3 separate regions of the Sus scrofa genome follow, and regions 1 and 3 are each linked to region 2. A link is a contact called in public HiChIP or PLAC-seq data. All regions are on one chromosome and are shown on one strand. Each heading gives the region's core, a stretch centred on a gene start, on an enhancer-like site or on the middle of the called end of the contact. The rest is flanking DNA. Distances are from core to core; before and after follow the strand shown.

Region 1 (3,878 bases), core at 1,098-3,597, 520 kb after region 2:
TATATGCTCAAAAACATGACTGGTTACATCTGTCTGCTTCAAATCTTTAATACCTTCCTACTGCTTTTAGGAATAAAAACAAAATTCCTTAATAAAGTCCTAAAGGCCTTGGATAAGATGTCCATTTCCTACCTTCACAAATTCATCTCCCATCAATCTCTGCATCACTCTCTACACTTCATCACGACCCCACTGCCCCCACCACCCATCTCTTCATACTTCTTAATGCCCCCTTAATCTTCCAATCTCATCTCAAGAAACACTTCCTCAGGAGTTCCTGTTGTGACTCAGCAGTTAACGAAATCCGACTAGTATTCATAAGAACGCAGGTTTGATCCCTGGCCTTGCTCAGTGGGTTAAGGATCGGCGTTGCTGTGGGCTGTGGCATAGGCCAGCAGCTACAGCTCCAATTCAACCCCTAGCCTGGGAACCTCCATATGCCATGGGCATAGCCCTAAAAAGACCAAAAAAAAAAAAAAAAAAAAAAAAGAAAAAAAGAAAAAAAAGAAACACTTCCTCAGAGAGGCTTTCCCTGCCTCAAACTAAATCAACTTCCCCTCATATATGCTAAATATACACTTATTTTTGCAACTGATTTGTACTCTTTCAATCTACAAAGATCTTAAGGGAAAAGATTATGCTTTAGGCTATTGTATCTCTAGCCCCCACTGGAGTAGACATGCAAATTTTTTTTTAGTGAATGAATCAACATAGGAGGAATAGCAGAAGTCACACAATTAGACAGTACTGCATAGGAACGGGATTTAGAAAAATAAAATGGATGATGGAAGAAATTCTCACAGTGAGGTATGGGGAAATCATCTGGCTTATACATGATTTAACTTAAAACTTTATCCTAACTAGAACAGCCTGTCTTATGGACTGTCAAACATAGGCTGTTCATTGGCTTTAACCACTAAGGAGAAGAATTCATTAAAATATCAAAATGGAGTAACTGCAGTTCAAGTATTCAAAACGGAGCTAGGTGGCCACTGTGGTTTTAGACACATTCCTGCATTACTGAGAACCTGAATTTTCTGAACTATATTGTACCCTAGGATACCACCAACCGTTCTCAAAACAATATGCTAGCAGTTGCCAGCTGCAATTCTATGGTATCAAGGTCTCCCCTTATAACTATGCAACCATACTGAACAAGTAACCCTTACTTAACAAGCACCCTTAATTCTCACCAGCTGCAGTTATAACTCTTCACAAACAACTTACGTAACTTTGCAGTATTCGCTGTTATAAGCCTCCCTCATTGTGCAGTCTGATAGAACACAATTTAAGTGCTTTAATCTGTGTCTCCTGGGCTACAGCCCTCAGCTTGGCTCAAATAAAACTCTTTTCTATTCCTAGTATAGGCCATTTATTGATTATTTCCCTCTACAGGGACTAGAATAACCCTGCGACAATATCACCACTTAGGAACCAAGCTGAAGAAATAAGAGGAAAAAAAAAGCTGTTTGAAAGTTAAATACAATTTAGAACGGGAAAGGGCATCATAAAAGGCAAGGAAGGATAAAATATCCCGAAGACAGAAAGGGCCACTAAATTTGACAAACAAGCAGCTACTGATCTAGCAAAAGAACTATTATTAATAATAATAGTGTGAGATGCTCAGGGGACGTGAACAAAGGGTTAATGTGGGGAAAAGCTCACACCCTTCCAACTCCTCTGGAAGTAAGATTTCACGCTCCTTAACTTTCTTGATACACTGAATTACCACGGTCTGAATGAAACAGTAAATATGAGGAAATATATGTGCCATTTTAGATTTCAACCTTATTTCTATCCGAATAATTTTAGGCAGACAGCTAACAGGACATATAAGAATAACTGTTCTAATAAATCACACCTGAAACGTTCCTTTTGCTTCTCAAAGTGCCTTACCTCCCAGAATCATCAAAACAGACATCTGTGTGTCCCTCTGTGTGTCCATATCTCATAGGCTTCTGTGTGGCAGGCATCTTTTCCTTTACCTACCTGAAAATGTTTTATAAAAGCTAGTGTTATTTTAAAGCGGCAAGAAGAGAGGTTAGTCTCCTCCCGGACACACCTCGGCAGCCCCTTTTCCCCCACCCGAGGGGCAGAAACAGGATACAGGAGAGGCTTGTAAGACACTAAGCCAAGAAAAAGACACGCTTCTCCTCCATGGGCCGCACGGACGCTGACTGCAGGGAGGAAAACTCACCCAGCAGACCGGACCCCTGCGACTGTGAAAAGCCAGAAGCCAGCGCGCTCAGGGCCGCTTCCCGCGCTTGGCGTGATCGCATACGGCGCCTGCGCCAGTCCGCCCACGCCCAGCGCGGGTCTGGACCCAGGTCGCCGAGCGGTGGCGTCAGCGGCGCGCCGGCCGCCTGGGAAAAAGCCGGTTGCTGGGGGAGTGAGGAAGAAAGGGAGGGAGCCGAATACGGAAGTGGTGGCATCGCTGGGAGAGCGGGTGGAGGCAGTGACGGCGATATCGAAGATGAGAACCCAGCGCCGAGGGATAGAGGCTTGCAGACCGGCATCCGCCTTCTAGGACCTACAGGAGGTGCTGGAGTGGGTGGGCCTCACTCCTCCCCCTCAGCGAGCACCCAGAGTGATGGCGGTGCTGATGGCGGCAGTTACTCGGACAGCCCTAGTTAAACTGCACTCCGAGAGGTGAGAGGGGGAAGGGTGATTGCTGCCTGGCAGTGCCCGTCGGGGTCTGCTTCTACTTGCTAAGCGCTTCTCACAGGCAACCATATCCCGGTCCCTTAATGGGTCCAGCCCCTCCTTGCGACCCGGCTAGGGAACGAGATCTTTGGGCATGTTCTTTGGAGAAGAGGTAGGCGAGATCCTTCTCTAGCCTTCAATCTTGGCATTCTTCGCTCCTTCACCTTGTCATTTCTATATAGATAAAAGAGAGAAGAGTTAATCTCAGTTCATGGTTCCTGGAGGTCTGGCATGTACATTAATGCTTATTCTTTAGGACATTTCATATGCATCCCTTAAAAAGAAACTCAGGTTTCCGTATTCAGACCCTTCCTAAAGTTCACTGAAGTTCATTTTCAGATTAAAAAAAAAAGCAGCAGCAGCAGCACTGGAACTAGAGTATTTTGTTGAATACTTGGTTCGATCCTTGCGGTCTTTGCTAAGCTCTTGGCCATTCAGTTTATGCTGTCCTTGTGTCTTCACGTTCTCCATGTTGGGAAACCAGTCTTTGATGAAAACCTTCACAATGACATTTTTGTGTGGTACCCACCTTCTGGTCTCAATCGGACGTTGTTTATGACGTAAGTGGAACGTTTTTCTATTGTAGAGATTTTTCCCATTGTTTTTCAGTCTAGTTCCTTTGGGAAAAGTTGCAAACGCACATTTAGACAAACCGTGGTATTGTTCTTAATGAGGCGGCATTGTGAAAGGTGTTGTTTTGAGTACTAGGGCTCCAAGTAGGCTTGCCAGACACTGAGGTTTGACATATGAATGAAGATGAAGAGTGATTGGCTGAAAAAGAACTTGGGGTTTGTGGAAAAATAACCAACCTATTGTTGATTTCCCACAAGAGCAAAAGATATTCTGAGATTATTTTTTCCGAGTGAGTTAATTTTATTTGGAGATCATTCGTTGTCTAGATAGACTGATTTTAGATCTAATTTTTTTTAATCCGAGTCAATATCATCAGATAGACTAGGGGTTCAAGGCGAACTCTGATAGTATGTCCAGTAAATCTTCATGAAATGTCAGTGTAGTGCTTTTCAGAGCTAAGCATAAGCAGAATCTGCATATTTGGAACTAAAGTTATAGCTATAAAATGCCCTAACTATAAAATCTGTAACACCATGTGACTTTAAAATTATGAATGGTGTCCACATTGCTTTCACTCTGCCTTAGCAACCGAGCTGTTTTAT
Region 2 (3,723 bases), core at 1,006-3,505:
CTGCCTTTAAGGAGCTTTTTATAAAGTCTATAGGAGAACAGATAACATCAAAATCATCACGTGAAAAAATATATTCTTGTTTGTACCTAGGCTAAGAGTTAGAAAGGAGAGACACTTCATGCTACAAATACTTAGGACTAGTGATCAACAGCACGGTCTGAAAAAGGCATGTAAAGGAACAAAATTGCCTAGGCAGAGACACTTTGATTAAAGTGAGCACAGCACATCTAATACAATGAAAGGTCAGTGTGACTCAGGCACAGAGAATGAGCTGTAACATGTACAAGAGGAGGTTAGCAGGGGCTGGACCACACAGGGCCCAGTGGGTCATATTAAATATACTAGTCTCCATCCTATGAGCAAAGGGAAGCCACTAAGTGTTTTAAGCAGGTGGTGACAAGGGAATTGACCAGATCTGTATGCAGGAAACAGAGAGCCAGGATGAATAGAACAAAACAAGTTAACTGGTAAGACTAGTCCAGATGAGAGACAAAAAGTAGGTTGATGAGGATAAAGAGAAGTAGGTGAATACTGCTAATGAAATTGTTAATATGTATTAAACACTATGAGAAAAAACACTGCTGTACGTCCTTTACATGGATCTCCCTTCATCCTCAAAACAACCCCAAGAAATGGGTATCATATTATCCTCATTTTGCAAGAAACTAAGGCTTAGAGAGGTTAACTATCTTTCCCAAAATTATACAACCATGGAAGCCAGGATTCAACCCAGACAGCCTGACTTTAGCCCCCTCTCTTAACCACTACAAAGGAGCTGGGACAGACTGGGTGGCGTGGATTAGTACAAATGTGACTCCTAGGCTTCTTGCTTGTGTAGTAGACTTAAATGGTGCTACCTTTCACTAAGTTAAGGAACACTGAGGAAGACCAAGTTTGAGGGGAAAAAGGAGTTCTATTTTGGACACTAAGCAGGCTCTAAGGCACTCAAGTGGGGAAAGCTTTCTTTCCAGGGGATGCTAACTAAAGAGCAGGATAGGTAGGGCTGATCTCAGAAGCAACATTTGCAATACAAATTCACAAGTCATCTACACATAGGTAGGTAGTAACTGAAACTAATGAATGTAGAAAGGAGAGAAAGAATACAGAATGGAAAATGAAGCATTAGGATAGAGCTCAGGACTCCTTGTGATGTACAGGGAAGGAGAGCTGCATGGGACACAGACAGACCAACAAGAGAAGAAAAATGAGTTTTGTATTCTAGAAGCCAAGGGGGAAGCACAAAGGAAGAGAATGTTTCAAAGAGGAGAGCATGATCAACACTGAGAATACAGATAAGGAAAGATGAGAATTGAAGAGAGTCCCTTGGATTTAGTGACCATGAAATATATTCGATGAAGGTGGGTTGAAAAATGAATGGGGAGTTAGAGAAAAGGACAGCAGGAATTTTGTGTTTTATTTCTAATTACAGAAATGAGAAGCATATTCTTAAATCCCATGAGAAAGATTCAGGAGACCCCGGCTTGGGCAATCAGTGAAATCATCCACTTTATTTTTGCGCGTGGGGTCGAAACCACACAAGAAAGGAAGCGAGAGCCCCCAGACACAAAAAACGAAAGCTTTTGACAGTCACTTTAAAATCAAGCGTCAAAGCGCTGGGTCGAAAGGTTTCCAACTGCCATAACTCGAAGAAAGCAAGGATAAGGAAAAATCATTAGAAGCACGTCAGGAAGCTTAACGCGATGCCGAAAGAACGGAATCAAAATTCGAGCCTTCCCCGCAAAGGCGGCCAGGCGGAAGGTACTCGGCGCCTGCCGGTCCCTCGGGCCTGCAGAGAAGCAGGTGTTTGGGGGAGTTCCTCCGAAGGACCAGACCCCCGGCCCCTCTGACCCTTCAGCGCAAAAGCTAGAAGCCGCCCCCACCTCCCCATCCAGAAGGACGCGGTGAGCATGACCCACCCCTACTGGCCGCACCCCAGTCCCCGAGCCTGCTGGGCGAGTCGACTCCGGGCCCGGCAGGAGGATGCTGCCCTTGGCAAAGGCGGCAGCGGCGGCGGGCGGGGGCCAACTCGCAGCAAGAGAGAAACTACCAGCAGCCAGGCCGGAAGCGGCCGCCGACCCACCCGGGGCGCTGCCCGCCGATACCGGCTTCGGCAAACAGGAAAGCCCGGCGGGCTGGCCCAGCCCTCCGGCCCCCGCCCTCCCCGGCAGCAACTCACCATTTTCCTTCCGGCCGTCAGCAGCCTTTCGCCTCCCCTTGGGCCCCTTTAAGAATGGCACGGCTGCCGCCTCCGTTCCTGCACGGCGCCTGGCAGAGCCGCCCCCACCAGCTACGCGGCAGCTGCAGGGCAGCACGTGACCGCCAACGGTGGCCGGCGCGGCTCAAACTTCGCAGGAACGCGAGTGCCCCCGCCCCTTCCATTTCTCCCGCGCTGTTTCTTGAACCCTCCAGTGGACGCTATCGGATTCGGAGTGGAGGACTTCCAGTGCCAAAATGTATCCTCAAAATTCGAGCCAGTTTTTGCTTCCTTTCAACCCTCCTCAATCTCTGAGAGAAATTTCATGGTGACATGATTGAGTCAACGATTTCAATGGTAAATGTGTGTGTTTGACCCCAACCTACCTTTCAAATTCCACCTCCCTCAAACCTAGGTACACCTGCCTTTCCTCTCACCCTCTCCGGAACCCTTGCCCCTACTCTGACCACCTTGCGGGACTTGGTAAATACATTTCTTTCTTGATGGTGTTTATTTATTCAAGTCTGATTGCGTGATGATTCATGTCTAGATGAGTGTTCTCATGAGCCATTGCCTAATCGCGCATTAAGAAGTTTCTGTAGGGGCAAGTTTACTTTTGAACCCGGTGGTTTGGAAGAAGTAAGGTTTGAACTCAGAATTCGTACACGTGTCTTCAATGAAAGAAGCTAACTGGGGCAGGAGCTCACGGAGTTTACAGCTTATCCTCAGCTGGTGCATGGTCCATAGTTGATGCTTGCTTCTTATTTACTGAATGACGAAAGAAGCAGAGAAAAAAGAAAATTCCAGAACATGCGCCCACTGCCATCCTTCTTCATTAGTATTAGACTGGATTATTAGAATATTTAAAGTTTATATTTAATGTTAAATTTAATGAATTGTTAGCATATTAATAAATACCATTAAGTCAGAGTTAAAATATATAACTTAGGAGTTCCCGTCGTGGCACAGTGGTTAACGAATCCGACTAGGAACCATGAGGTTGAGGGTTCGATCCCTGCCCTTGCTCAGTGGGTTAATGATCCGGCGTTGCCCTGAGCTGTGGTGTAGGTTGCAGACGCGGCTCGGATCCCGCGTTGCTGTGGCTCTGGCGTAGGCCGGTGGCTACAGCTCCGATTGGACCCCTAGCCTGGGAACCTCCATATGCCGCGGGAGCGGCCCAAAGAAATAGCAAAAAGACAAAAAAAAAAAAAATATATATATATATATAACTTAATTTGATCCAATACCTACGTTTTCTCATAAATTAGAAAACTAGAAAGTTTAACTAGTAAGAAATTCCACAGCTCAGCTACATTCTCTTAGTGACCTGCCCCCATAATACTTTTTACTATGATAAGAGAACTGGTAAATTTGACACCTAGTACCATGTAAGAAATGATGGGAGAGAAAATGATTGTTATTAGTCCATGAACAATTATATTAGAGTTTAGCATAGATTCTTCCCCACCCCCATCTTTTCCCGTCTCCTCTCTCCATCTATGAGAGGAATTAGAGGAAAAGGTGAAAAA
Region 3 (3,656 bases), core at 718-3,217, 540 kb after region 2:
TATTGGGGGGGGGTGCACACCTATTAAGAAAAAAGGGAAGAGAGGAGGAGAAGGTGGGAAGTCTTCATCTCACATTGCAGATCTGACATCTCTGAAAGGAAACACTGGGTAGGGAGGGCAGTGCAGTTCTAAAAAAGCTAGGTGGGGATTTAGTTCCCAGTAGAGAGAGGTTGCCTGTAGAAGGCCACATGAGACAGAGCTGCATAGCTCTGGAACTTCCACCATGCTCAGTTATTGACTGGGAACATAGGAAGAGCTGGAGGCTGTTGCTCACTCTGATACACATGACCAGGACTAGAATGAGGTGAGTGAAGCACTCAATGTGGACACAAAATTTTTTCGACCAAAAGACAGTGATGAATTTTTTTTGTGCAACATTTAAGAATCAAAAGAAGGAGTTCCCATTGTGGCGCAGTGGTTAACGAATCAGACTAGGAACCATGAGGTTGCGGGTTCGGTCCCTGCCCTTGCTCAGTGGGTTAATGATCCGGCGTTGCCGTGAGCTGTGGTGTAGGTTGCAGATGCGGCTCGAATCCCGCGTTGCTGTGGCTCTGGTGTAGGCCGGTGGCTACAGCTCCGATTCGACCCCTAGCCTGGGAACCTCCATATGCCGTGGGAGCGGCCCAAGAAATGGCAAAAAGAAAAGCCCAAGAAATGGCAAAAAGACAAAAAGAAAAAAAAAGAAATTTACAGTAGGAGTTCCCTTCCAGGTGCAGTGGTTAACGAATCAGACTAGGAACCATGAGGTTGCTGGTTTGGTCCCTGGCCTTGCCCGCCTTGCCAAGTGGGTTAATGATCCGGCGTTGCCATGAGCTGTGGTGTAGGTTGCGGACGCGGCTCGGATCCCGCATTGCTATGGCTGTGGTATAGGCCCCCGCATTGCTGTAGCTGTGGTGTAGGCCGGCGGCTACAGCTCCGATTCGACCCCTAGCCTGGGAACCTCCACATGCCGCGGGAGCCGCCCTAGAAAAGGCAAAAAGACAAAAAAAAAAAAAAAAAAAAAGAAAAGAAAAGAAATTTACAGTAAAATGTCCCTTCAACATCTTACGCAAAGAAGCAAAAAGTTGTAAAAATATCGCATACTTGTAATTTTTACATGTAAAATACATGTACGTTTTATATGTGTTTTGCCCATAGTTATGCAAAATTATTACCACATAGCTATATATATATATACCACATAGCTATATATAGCTGGTAATCTTCATTACCAGCTAGCTAGCAGGTTCCTTGATGGTGGGGCCACGTGTCAATCATCTTTTGGGTGTGACAGAGTAGGTATTTAAAGGTATATTCGAAAGTGGACAAGTGGAGTGAGACTCTCCGCGTAGCAGCGGGTTAAGGAACCGGCATTGTCAATGCTGCTGCTTAGGTCGCTGCTCTGGCTCAGCAGGTTCTACCCCTGGCCCAGGAACTTCCACATGCCAGGCGTGGCAAAAAAAAAAAAGTAAGGACAATACTAAATGAGAAAAATCTACAAAGACATCCGTTGTTTCTGTAGTTAGTATCAATTTGTCAAGCTATTTATAAACAAAATTTTTTTTGTCTTCCCCTTCCCGTATGGTTGCTTTAGCTCTCCCCAGTTTTGGTCAAATGATCCATGTCCAGAGATTAGGCTGCTTTCACACCTAGCCAGCTGTGGCTCTAGAGACCACCAGCTGTAGGGAATCCAGAACCTGCCTTCAAGCCTCTCCAGGAGACAAGTTAGCAATTTCAGCCAGACTGCTCAGAACGTCACCGGCCCCTAGCGTTTCCTCCAGATTGCCCAAAACTCCGGAAAACCCAGAGCTTTCCTCTAGCCCAACTGGAGGAAAGAGCCGCCCTAGGGCAAGCACAAGGGGCAGGGGGCCGCGGGGGCCTGGACGGCCGCAGTGCTACCGGGCCCCTCTAGGGGGCGCGCGCGGCCGGCCCGACCCAGCCGAGCCGACCCGAGGGAAGGCGGAGCGCGGGCGGGGGCTACGCGCTCGGAGCTCGACGCTTCCTGTTCCGGCGCCAGGAGGAGCCGCGCGCTGCTGGTGCTGCTGGTGCTGCCGCCCCCGCCGCCGTCGCCGCTGCCGTCAGTAGGGTTGCGCTCGGTTCTTCAGCGCCAAGTTCCTGCGGACCCATCGCCACTTCTAGACCTTTCCGCGGGCTCGGATCTTGTCGGGTGAGACTGCTTGGGCACTAGCGGAATCGTGGAGGAGAGCGAGGGATCACGCCCAAGCGGGAGGCGGGAGCGGTAACGGAGGTGACTGGAGTAGCTTCTTGGGGGATGGAGGGCTAAGGCTTTCCCCCCGTCATCCTGCTCCCGGCAGCGGGCTGATCTCCGGATCGCCCCCCGGGAGGAGGTGTGGGAGGCGGGTGACGTCGCTCGGGACGGGTTTCTCCGTGCTTGACGTCAGGCTTGGCTGGGGGGCGGGGCGGGGAGCGGGCCTGGCCCCTCCCCCACCCCTTCCCGGGCGGGCACGACCCCTCCCCCATCCCTTCCCGGGCGGGCACGACCCGCTCGCTAGCCGGTTAGCTCCGGTTGATCCCGGACTCCTTTTGTTCGTCTGGCCCTAAAGGGCTGCGGGCCTCGAGCCCCTTGGCCCAGCCCGCCTCCCTCATTCATTACTTCTACTGAAAGGGAGAGGCAGGCCCGATTCTTGGAGGCGTCCTTGGAGCTAATTGAGATTATTCGCAGTGTAACATTCTGGTCGGTATTTCTAGAGCAATTGAAAGCAATTAGAGGAACACCCGTGACAGAAACTATGAGAAGTCCTCAGTTTTGTAATACTCCCCATTTTTAGGATTTAGGAGCGCTTGGTAGCTTTGGACCGTTTTCTTTTAAAAACCAAGAGTAATACTTTTAATAAATATAGATTCTACTGTTGAAGAATCAAACCGTACCCACCTGACCGGAAAAAAGTTTCTAGCATTGCTAGTAAAGAAATACACACTCAGACACCTAGTGGTTCTGAGCGCCTGTTTTGAAAACTAACTCTCATTACATGCGAAGGTAGCCTTAAGAAATCTTACAAAAGTTCTTTTGTTCAGGAGTGTTCATGGGGCAGGAAGAATAGAAATTTTCCTTGCTGCTGGCATTTCTGAACCTCCTGGTCATAACTAGGTTGTCTCCAACTTGTATATACCGGCGTGTTCTTCTCCTCTTTCCAGGAGGAACAGAGCCAATCGCCTAATCGAAATCTTTGGGATCAGTATGTTTTGGAATTCAGAAATCTTTGGATTTTTATCTTTAGAATTTAGAAAGACAATAAGGTGCATAGATGAGAGATCACTCCAGCAGAGTCTGGGCAGCACCCTAATCCATTATTAACATTTGTGCAGATATAGGTAGGAATTAATGAAAATGAGAAATAACGTCAGGTCAGATTTTTGCCACCAAGTAAGGTGTACACCGAACTTGGGAGCATTTCTTTCATTTTTAGAGGTTTCTGAATTGAGAACTACAGATAAGGTTTGTGGACCTATGGTAGCAGTTGTAAAAGCTGAGTTTTGCTGTGTGCCAGACAGTGACCAAGAGGTGTGTTTATTATGCAGGTCTCAATAAATCTGAGTGAGAGTGGGCGCTATTCCAGTCTGCTTTCACCTCTTAGGTTTGCAAAGTTCAGCTTGTCCAGAACCTGCCAGGGGAGAACTGCAATGTTATCTAGTCAGTCATACTTCTGGTGTTTTAA

What was found. HiChIP or PLAC-seq counts read pairs in DNA pulled down with a chosen protein or histone mark.
Region 1: a contact with region 2 is called in an H3K27ac HiChIP or PLAC-seq map of alveolar macrophages. The contact joins the promoter of SOCS4 here to the promoter of GMFB in region 2. A contact is called at or near these places in 1 of 5 promoter capture datasets (fetal liver) and 1 of 2 datasets of contacts at active chromatin or transcription factors (alveolar macrophages).
Region 3: a contact with region 2 is called in an H3K27ac HiChIP or PLAC-seq map of alveolar macrophages. The contact joins the promoter of MAPK1IP1L here to the promoter of GMFB in region 2. A contact is called at or near these places in 2 of 2 datasets of contacts at active chromatin or transcription factors (alveolar macrophages and skeletal muscle).

What each region holds. Positions count from the first base shown.
Region 1 is chr1:184,376,670-184,380,547 of Sscrofa11.1, forward strand. SOCS4 (suppressor of cytokine signaling 4) reads left to right here and starts at 2,348. Exons shown (of 2, transcript NM_001162889.1): 1 at 2,348-2,649. It overlaps WDHD1 (WD repeat and HMG-box DNA-binding protein 1), which reads right to left and starts at 2,305. Exons shown (of 26, transcript XM_021102265.1): 1 at 2,198-2,305; 2 at 1,897-1,989. The coding sequence starts at 1,973.
Region 2 is chr1:183,861,079-183,864,801 of Sscrofa11.1, forward strand. It overlaps GMFB (glia maturation factor, beta), which reads right to left and starts at 2,256. Exons shown (of 7, transcript NM_001244461.1): 1 at 2,177-2,256. The coding sequence starts at 2,179. It overlaps CGRRF1 (cell growth regulator with RING finger domain protein 1), which reads left to right and starts at 2,381. Exons shown (of 11, transcript XR_002346942.1): 1 at 2,381-2,551.
Region 3 is chr1:184,399,377-184,403,032 of Sscrofa11.1, forward strand. It overlaps MAPK1IP1L (MAPK-interacting and spindle-stabilizing protein-like), which reads left to right and starts at 1,968. Exons shown (of 4, transcript XM_021102280.1): 1 at 1,968-2,227. All of the region lies in intron 2 of LOC110262207 (a long non-coding RNA gene), which reads right to left.